2 separate regions of the Sus scrofa genome follow, and region 1 is linked to region 2. The links are chromatin contacts, called in public Hi-C maps. All regions are on one chromosome and are shown on one strand. Each heading gives the region's core, a stretch centred on a gene start, on an enhancer-like site or on the middle of the called end of the contact. The rest is flanking DNA. Distances are from core to core; before and after follow the strand shown.

The links. A called contact is a pair of places that touch in the nucleus more often than the background predicts.
Region 1: a contact with region 2 is called in a Hi-C map of alveolar macrophages, with 5 times the contacts expected there. The contact joins two enhancer-like sites. A contact is called at or near these places in 3 of 5 promoter capture datasets (fetal skeletal muscle and liver), 29 of 47 Hi-C or Micro-C datasets (adipose tissue, alveolar macrophages, blood and 15 more) and 2 of 2 datasets of contacts at active chromatin or transcription factors (alveolar macrophages and skeletal muscle).

What each region holds. Positions count from the first base shown.
Region 1 is chr18:19,721,564-19,726,495 of Sscrofa11.1, forward strand. It overlaps KCP (kielin/chordin-like protein), which reads left to right. Exons shown (of 43, transcript XM_013990798.1): 12 at 2,714-2,807; 13 at 2,917-2,996; 14 at 3,077-3,170; 15 at 3,542-3,627; 16 at 3,702-3,783; 17 at 4,032-4,184; 18 at 4,274-4,380; 19 at 4,462-4,555. Among named protein-coding and RNA genes, the nearest start is that of ATP6V1F, 33 kb to the right of the region's middle. Within about 2 kb of position 3,163, at least 2 of the 83 cell types and tissues checked have an H3K27ac peak or open chromatin away from gene starts, as enhancers often do. A contact at or near this core is called in alveolar macrophages, where this site is marked.
Region 2 is chr18:19,559,511-19,564,583 of Sscrofa11.1, forward strand. No RefSeq gene overlaps it. Among named protein-coding and RNA genes, the nearest start is that of TNPO3, 11 kb to the right of the region's middle. Within about 2 kb of position 2,536, at least 10 of the 83 cell types and tissues checked have an H3K27ac peak or open chromatin away from gene starts, as enhancers often do. A contact at or near this core is called in alveolar macrophages, where this site is marked.

The DNA.
Region 1 (4,932 bases), core at 1,913-4,412, 160 kb after region 2:
TGTGTGGGGCAGAGATGGAGGACACTTAATCCTGGACGCCGTGAGGCCAGGCAAGGGCTTCTACCCTCTGTGTGTCCATTCTGAGCCCTGTAGGTGGGCAACAGGGGTTTGTGAACCAAACTCAAGCAGCTTCAGGCCGTAGGAGGAGTGAGGCCGGACAGGATGTGACAGGGGGCACCTGCTCCAGAGAGGGAGAAACAGTGGACTTGAGACATCTTAGAACCATGCTGTCTGATCAGGAGCCACTACATGGGGACACTGAGCCCTTGCAATGTGGCCATCTGGGGTTGGTAGTTGCAAATTCTATCATTCGGAGTGGATAAGCAATGAGATCCTGCTGTATAGCACGGAGAACTGTATCTAATCACTTGTGATGGAACATGATGGAGGATAATGTGAGAAAAGAATGTATGTTTATGTATAACTGGGTCACTTTGCTGTATCGTAGAAATTGACAGAACAATGTAAATCAACTGTAAAAAAAAAAGAAATGTGGCTTGTTTGTGGCTTGTTTGAGATGGGGTCTAAGTGTAGAACATACACTAGATTTCAGACTTAGCAGGAAAGAAAGGAATGCAAACTATCTCATTAACACTTCATGTTGACTACATGTTGAAATAACATTTTGGGTATATTGGTTTGAGTGGAACATAATATTAAAATTTAGTTCCATCTGTTTTTTAGGTTTTGGAATTTGACTACTAGAGAAGTTAAAATGACAGATGTGGCTCGTGCTATGTTTCTCACAGGCAGCACAGATCTAGAAAATCTTCATGGGGTGGAGGTGGTGTGTACTTAGGTCTTAAGGGGCAAGTAGGATTGAGGAGGGAGAGATGGAGAAGGACACTGTAGATACTATAGACTGAGTGTCTGTGTGTCCCCCAAATGCAAATGTTGAAATCCTAACCCCCAAAGTGAAGGTATTAGGAAGTGGGGGCCTTTGGGGTGATTAGGTCATGAGGGTGGAGCCCTCCTGAGTGGGATTAGTGCCCTGATAAAGGAGGCCCCAGAGAGCTCTCTTGCCCCCTTCCACCATGTGGGGACACAAGCCATTAATGAACCAGGATTGGGACTTTCACCAGACCGTGAGACACCTTGCACCGTGATCTTGGACTTCCCAGCCTTCAGAACTGTGAGAACTAAATTTTTGTTGTTTATAAGCCACCCGGTCTATGGGATGTTATTGCAGTAGCCTGAATGGGCTGAGACCCCAGGTGTAGGGAGGAGTCAAGGCAAAGCCTGGAGGAGAAAGGTAGGGACATGGAGGCCCAGGGTCCAGGCAGGGTGCATGTCCAGGAGGGCAGTGGTTCACGGGAGCTGAAGCCAGAGCCACAGAGCTTCCTGACGCCTTGCCAAGGACTAAGGACTCCATGGTGAAGGCCATGGGGCAGCCAGTGCCTTGGCAGCCATGTGCTTCCCCTCCCCCATTCATCTTGACACCCCCGCACCCCCCACCTGTGAGCAGAGTCACTGGCTGCCCAGACACTTAGGGGCTGGAGGTATTGAGCTCAGGTGTAGGTATGAACTCCAGGGATGGGTCTGTCTGGGAAGGACCATGGGAAGGAGCAGCAGCTACCATTCGTCAGCTGCTAGCTTTCAGAGGTGGCGGCCAAGCATGTACTTATCCCCATAACAAGGCTATGAGGACAGGACTATTATTGTCTCTCTCTCTTTTTTATTTTTTTATTTTTTTATTTTTTATTTTTATTTTTTTTTAAATTTTCCCACTGTACAGCAATTGGGTCAGGTTATCCTTACGTGTATACATTACAGTTACATTTTTTTCCCCCACCCTTTCTTCTATTGCAACATGAGTATCTAGACAAAGTTCTCAATGCTATTCAGCAGGATCTCCTTGCTCTCTCTTTTTTTTTTTTAATTAAAAAATATTTTAGGGCCACACCTGCAGCATGTGGAAGTTCCCAGGCTAGGGGTTGAATCAGAGCTACAGTTGCTGGTCTATGCCACAGCCACAGTAACGCCAGATCTGAGCCTCATCTGTAACCTATACCACCGCTCACGGCAACACCAGATCCTTAACCCACTGAGCGAGGCCAGGAATTGAACCCGCATCCTCATGGATACTAGTCGGGTTCTTAAGCCACTGAGCCACAGTGGGAACTCCTGTCTCTCTCTCTCTCTCTCTTTTTTTAATGAGTAAATTGAGGCCTAGGGACATTAAGTGACATGCTAAGTTATACATGTTTATTAGTTTCTAGGGCTGCTGTAAAAAAAAAAAAAATTACCCCAAACAGAGTGGCTTAAACAACAGAAATGAATTATCTCATAGTTCTGGAGGAAGAAGTCCAAGAGTGAGAGGTCAGCAGGGCTGGTCCCTCCTGAGGGCTGTCAGGGAGCATCTGTTCCAGGAGCTCTGGTGGGTGCCTGGCCATCCTTGGCATCCTTTGGCCTCTGCCAACATCTTCGCCTGTTGCTCTCCCTTTGTGAGTGTGTGTGTCCATGTCCAAATTTCCTCTTTTCACAAGGACACCAGTCATTGCATTAAGCCTGACCTCATCTGCTATGAGCCTATTTAAAGGTCACGCCCTGAGGTACTGCGGGTCAGCACTTCAGCATAAGGATTTGAACGGGGACACAACCCATCACATCTAATAAGTGTATGGGACTTATTCGATGGGACTCAAATGCTGTTTCTGCCACTTGCTGAGCTCTGACGGCCATCCCTCCCCCCACCCACTCTGCCCCCTACCAGGAAGGCCACATCCGGTGCCGCCAGCACGAATGTGCCAGCCTATGCCCGTACCCTGCCCGGCCCCTCCCGGGCACCTGCTGCCCCGTGTGTGATGGTGAGTCAGGGGGTGGGGCCTGGAGGGGCTCGGAAAGCCTCCCACGAAGGCCAGCACATGGGGTGGTAGGGGGCCCTGAAGAGGGGTTAAAGCACCCTCTTCCCAACAGGCTGCTTCCTAAACGGGCAGGAGTACCGCAGCGGGGAGCCCGTGGGCTCTGGGGACCCCTGCTCGCACTGCCGTTGTGCCGTGAGTGTGGCTGCCTGCCTGGCAGGGAGGGCCCGGCTTCTGGGCCTGCCTCTCCTGTGCTGACCAGGTCCTGTTGGCAGAACGGGAGTGTCCAGTGTGAGCCTCTGCCCTGCCCAGCCACGCCCTGCAGATACCCAGGCAGGATCCCTGGGAAGTGCTGCCCAGTCTGTGATGGTGAGTCAGGGGCTCGCATCACCAGGGAGGAGGGGCAGACACTGGCCCAAGAGAGGTTCCAGGTCTGCGGGGAGGGAGTTGCTTCCACTGTTCCTCCAGGAAGCCCCCTTGAACTAAAGTACCGGGGAAACTATTTCTAAACCTCCGCACGGTCACCCCAGGTGAGGGTGAGGGATGGGTCCTCACCTTGCCTCATGGCACACAGGGCACTGTGGCCAGCCCTTGCTCCGGGGGGTCGGGGAGGCCGGCCGAGTGGAAGACACACACGGTGACTGTCCTTTGTCGGGGTTGGGGGTGGATGCCTCGGGTGCCATGAGGCTTCCCCGTCGGCCTCCAGCCCTGTCCCCCAGTCCCTCTGTCATCCTGTCCAGGCTGTGAGTACCAGGGACACCAGTATCAGAGCCAGGAGACCTTCAGACTCCAAGAGAGTGGCCGATGTGTCCACTGCACCTGTCAGGTAGGCAGACTCACCGTCTCATGGCCCAGACCTGTCTCGTCCCTGGAGGGCCTCTCACCCAGCCTCCCTCCTAGGCCGGCGAGGTCTCCTGTGAGGAGCGGGAGTGCCCAGTGGCCCCCTGTGCCCTGCCTGACTCTGGCCCTCAGCTCTGCCCAGGTGTGTGTGTTGGAGGGGGGGCCATCAGGAAAGGGTGCTGTGTCCGGGGGCTAGAGATGGAGGAGTTCTCCTTCACAGCGGGGGCAGGGGGCTGCTGGGGAGTCCACCGGCCATTCCCGAGTGTGTTCAGAGGCTGCCATGGGGGTGGCAAAGCCAGGGAGGGGCCTGGGAAGGGTGCTGTGGTGTGCGAAGGACAGGGATGGGTGGACGTGTCTGGGTTGCCATGGTGACAGCCTCTCCTTGCGTAGCCTGCGTGCTTGATGGCGAGGAGTTTGCCGAGGGGGTCCAGTGGGAGCCTGATGGTCAGCCCTGCATGGCCTGCTCCTGTCAGGCTGGGGTGCCCATGTGCAGGGCTTTGCTCTGCTCCCCAGCCCCCTGCCAGCACCCTACCCGGCCCCTTGGTGAGTACCCCGTCCTGATCTAGCTTTCTTCCCCTGCTCTGCCCAGCCCACCCTGACTGGCTGGGCTCTGATCCACTTGCCCCACCCAGGCGCCTGCTGCCCCAGCTGTGAGAGCTGCACCTACCATGGCCAAGTATATGCCAATGGGCAGAACTTCACAGATGCAGATAGTCCTTGCCACGCGTGCCGCTGCGAGGTACCACCCCGGGGCTTGCCGCTGCCCTGCTGAGCCCCTCCTCCCGGGACCCACCCCCATTGCCCTTTTACCCGCTCCCAGGATGGGACCGTCACGTGCTCCTTGGTCAACTGCCCTCCCACAACCTGTGCCAGGCCCCAGAGAGGACCCGGCCAGTGCTGCCCCAGGTGCCCAGGTATGTGCTTGCTGCACCTGTCTGGTGGCGGGAGTGGGGGGTGGTGGCTAGATCCTGCCATTCCATGGCCCCATGGGCCCAGTGCATACCTTAGAAAGCAACGGCCTTCTGAGTTGCTTTCAATGTGACCCAGCTTGGCACTCTCCGGAACTGGCAGGGTGTGGGTGGGAGAGGGTAGAGGTCAGTGTGTCCCTTCCTGTTGCTGCAACACCCTCCCCGCCTCCGACACTTCCTCTCCCACCGCCTCCACCGCCTCTACCTACCTGTGTGCCACTGGTGCTCGCAACCAATGTTCAGGTTTTCTACTGGAGAGACGGGGAGCCGGGATGCTGGGGGCCCTGCACCGAGAGTGGGCAGGGCAAGTCGCACAAACACGG
Region 2 (5,073 bases), core at 1,286-3,785:
GAAATCTGTTTGTTATTTTAAGCCAGCAAGTTTTTTGGTAATTTGCTATAGCAGAGATAGAAAACTAATACTAAGGTAGTTGTTTGGTTTTTGTAAAATGACCTGTAGAGTTGAGCTATAGAAAATTGAGAGGAATACAAACGCTAGAAAACTAATACTAAGGTAGTTGTTTGGTTTTTGTAAAATGACCTGTAGAGTTGAGCTATAGAAAATTGAGAGGAATACAAACGCTTCTGGTCCATAGTTATGCAAATGATTTCTGTTCACAGAACTGTAAAAATTGGTAGTCTAGTGTGCTAAAATCTCATTTGAATTGCTTTTAACATTTTGTTGGTTTTTTGAATCAACTAATGAGTTGAATAAAATCTTTGACACAGGTTAATTTTATACCGCATGTTATTTATTTTAGAAAACCTATTCTCTGGAGTTCCTGTCGTGGTGCAGTGGTTAACAAATCCGACTAGGAACCATGAGGTTGTGGGTTCGATCCCTGGCCTTGCTCAGTGGGTTAAGGATCTGGTGTTGCCGTGAGCTGTGGTGTAGGTTGCAGACACGGCTCGGATCCCGCGTTGTTGTGGCTCTGGCATAGGCTGGCAGCTACAGCTCCGATTTGACCCCTAGCCTGGGAACCTCCATGTGCCTCGGGAGTGGCCCGAGAAATGGCAAAAAGACAAAAAAATAAAATAAAAATAAAAATAATTAAAAAACCTATTCTCTAGCATAGTCCATATATATTCAGATAGTCTTTGTATTCTGCCCTCTGTGCCTTTGCATTTAAGCTCTAATAATACTTTTGAATCTACTGTCATACCACTCACTAATTTGATTTCTATTTTTCAAGCAGTCCAGTTATCACCAATTTCCAAAAAGCAGTGCTAGCAAGGCCTGTAGTTGCTATCTCAAGGGGAAGGTGTTATATGTAGCAAGATTTGGCCACCACGAGGTAATTCTTGGAGACGTGGGAAAGTGTCGAATAGTGTATCTTTTCAATAGCAAAGCCCTTAAGGAGTATTTTCTATGGAGGCAGTAGATGTATTTTGATGCTTCTTTTCTGAGAATTTGTGCTAACATCTTCCATACCAATGTGCTGCTGAACATATTTATCAACAGGGACTGGGAAAGAGCCAAAGCACTATGTGCAGGAGTAACTGGTCAACCTTGCAAAGTGCTGCCTCCCTGGGCAGGGTGGGTGGGAGTGGACTGAGGGATCGCTCTCCATCCAGCCTGACACAGGTTCAGGGAGACAGAGACGCTGCTGCTGCTGCAGGAGGCCGAGGCCAGCCTCGTAGCTGGAGACCCGGGGCTCAGAGATATGAAGTGACTTTGCTCAAGTCTTACAGAGGGTGAATGGCTGATGGCAGAACTTGGACCTTTCCCAGTCCAAAGCCCAGCTCCTTGGTCACATTCCTTATTTCAGGCGTGGGCTGTGCTGTCCAGAGCACGCAGTATAGCTCTCAGGAGGAGCAGTCCTGCTTCAAGGAGTTCTGGATTGTCACAACAATTAGGTGACACTGCCGCCATCTGTTATTTATTTACTTTTTACTTTAAAAAATTAAAGTATGGTTGATTTACAATGTTATGCCAATTTCTGCTGTACAGCAAAGTGACCTGGTCATACACACACACACACACACACACACACACACACACACATTCTTTTTCTCATACTGTGTTCTATCATGTTCTACCCCAAGAGATTGGATAGAGTTCCCAGTGTCGCACAGTAGGACCTCATTACTTTAGAGGGAATGGGCCAAGCTTGCTAAGTTACCCTGCCTGCAGTGAGCGTGACAATGCAGCACAATGAAAAATTGTCCTGCATCCTGTCCAACTTTTGAACGACTCCTCTGATATTCAAGTAGCTGAAAAACTGTCTATAATTATGTCTAAAACCTGCTCTTTTGTATATAAGCACAAAATACGTTTTACGCCGTTTAAAAATACAGTGGCTTTCTCAGGAATGCAAGTGAAGGGATGTTAGTTAAGGGATGATTGTACTCTGTTTTGTTCAAAATTTTACCTAAAGTTGTTCACCCATTTGGGAAATAATGTCAGGGGCAGCAATGTGTGGGATTAGAGTGGTCCATGCAACCGTTTGCCTTTGTCTTTATTTGCAGCTGTTTGAATTTACAGTGAGTCTGCTTTAAGTAACTATTATTTCATTGCATGTTAGTGTAGTTGTGCTCAAGCATTTGTTATTATTTCATTTGCAATTATACTCTTAGTAGATTAGTTTTGTTGTAATTAACCAACCATTATTCTTTTGTTTCTCCTTTATACCATAGGGGAAACATAATGATTATCTTTTAAAATTATCTATAGACATAATTTCATTGTAGTAAAAGGAGAGGGTGATACCAAATACTTGCTCTAACAGGTAGGGAGGAGTTCCCATCATGACTCAGCAGAAACGAATCCGACTAGGAACCATGAGGCTGCGGGTTCGATCCCTGGCCTCGCTCTGTGGGTTAAGGATCCAGTGTTGCCCTGAACTGTGGTGTAGGTCACAGACTCGGCTCGGCTCTGGCATGACTGTGGCTGTGGTGTAGGCTGGCAGCTGTAGCTCTGATTGGATCCCTAGCCTGGGAACTTCCATGTGGTGTGGGTGCCGCCCTAAAAAGACAAAAGACAAAAAATGAAATAAAATAAAAAATAAACAGGTGGGGAGATTAAACCACTGTAATGGAATGAGCACCTGGCCAGGAAAGAGCAAAACCTTGATGGGGGCTCTTGGTTCTGCCTCTAATTTTGAGCCTGTCCCAATCTCTCAGAGAGTGCTTCCTCTTCTGTAAAACAAGCATAACCTCAGCCTTCTGCTTTTTCAGGGTGCTTATATTAACTAAATGACATCATGTAAAAACCACACAAGTACGTAAGGGCCATCTCTCAACATAGCCATGAATAGAACATGCTTTTGGGGGATGAAATTGAATACTGGACAATGCTTTTATCACTCAGGTAGGTAAATTTAGGCTTTAAATTGTTTGCCTAAAAGTGTTGAATAGGCACTTGACAAAAGAAGAGAGCCCAACCAAACGGCTGATAAGCTCATGAAAAGGAACTTGACTTCATTAGTCATCAGGGAGCTGTAAATTGTAACTACAAGGCAATACCATTACCCACCCACCAGGATGACTAAAATGAACAACCATATGCCATGTTGCCAAGAACATGAAGCAACGGAAGCTCTCACACATTGCTGATGGGAATGCAAATTAGTACATACAACACTTTGGAAATCTGTTTGGCAGAATCAGTTAAACAAGCCTATGACCTGGCAATTCCCCTCTTAGTTATAAAGCCAACGGAAATGTGTACTTATATTTACCAAAAGCTATGCAGAAGAATGTTCATAGAAGTTTTATTTTTTTTTATTGATGTGTAGTTAATTTACAATGTTGAGTTAGTTTCTGGTGTACAGCAAAGTGACTCAGTTATACATCAATATATTCTTTTCCGGATTCTTTTCCATTATAGGTTATTACAGGGTATTTTTTTCTTTTCTTTTTTTTTTTTTAATAGGGCCACACCCTCGGCCTACGGAAATTCCCAGGCTAGGGGTCGAACCGGAGCTGCAGCTGCCGGCCTACAAGGATCCAAGTCTCGACTGTGAGCTACACCATGGCTCATGGCAATGCTGTATCCTTAACCCACTGAGCGAGACCAGGGAGCGAACCTGCATCCTCATGGATACTAGTTGGATTCATTTCCACTGTGCTATGACGGGAACTCCCTATTACAGGGTATTGAATCTAGTTCCCTGTGCTATATGATAGGACTTTGTTAGAAACATTTTTTTTTTCTTTTTGTCTTTTGTCCTTTTAGGGCCACACCTGTGGCATATGGAGGTTTCCAGGCTAGGGGTCTAACCAGAGCTATAGCTGCCAGCCTACACTAGAGCTCATGGCAACACCAGATCTTTAACCCATTGAGTGAGGCCAGGGATTGAACCCGGAACCTCATGGTTCCTAGTCGGATTCATTTCTGCTGCACCACGATGGGAACTCCAGAAACATTTTTATAATAACCCCAAACTGGAAATACCCCAAATGTCTACCATCAATAATGTAGATAAATTGTGGCTTATTTCTACAATCAATCGTATACTACACAGTGAGAATGAACCACGTGAAACAAGATACATCAATTTCACAATGTTCAGCAGAAGTCATATACACGATTATACATTGTTTGACTCCTTTTATGCAAAATTCAAAAACAGACAAAATTAATCTATGATGTTAAAAGTCAAAATAGCAGGTCCCTTGGAGGTGAGTTGTGACTGGAGGGAAGCATGAGGGGGCATTAGGGAAATGCTAAAAATGTTCTATTTTTTTATCTGGATGCTAGTTATATGGATGTGCTCATCTTGTGAAAATTGATTGAACTGTATATTTATGATGTGTGCATTTTCCTATGTTTAATTTGATTATTTTTAGAGAGATGATGAAACCAAAAAATAGTTGTGTACCTAGGCTTGTGCTGGTTTGGTCATATGCTTTGCTTGTTATTCTTGTGCCCAAGCTCTGGCATGTTTAAGGCTCCATTTGTGACCACAGAGCAGAACAAGGTTAATTCGATCATCCAGGGGTCAAAGTCAGCTTCAAGGTCCTGCAATCCAAGAAGGGGAGGTCAGGTCCACCCTTATGCAAAATACAAGAAAGATATTTACATGGGTTGTTAGTTTTCAGTTTTTCCTTCTCATTCTGGAAGAGGAAGGGGGGTGATGTGAAAAGGAAGTGAGAATGCATCGTATGAGATGACAGTTTGTGAAAACACCTTGCACACTGCAAAGCATTACAAAAAAGGTTATTAATAGAGGGCAAGGATAAGTGGGAAGACTGGCTTTGGGAGGCAGAAAGGAATAGTAAAATAGAAGGAGAAAATGAGGAGTGTCCCTCTGGTGGTATCTTTATTTTCCTCCCTTGGATCCTGGAGAACTTTGGGTCTTTTCTGGTGGTATCCGTCCATGGCGTTTATTTTCCTAGCCAGGCGGAGTCCCGATCTCCGCCGCAAGAGGGCGGTATTGCCACACTGAGCTGGGGTCTCATCCGCAGAATTGAGAGGCTTTTG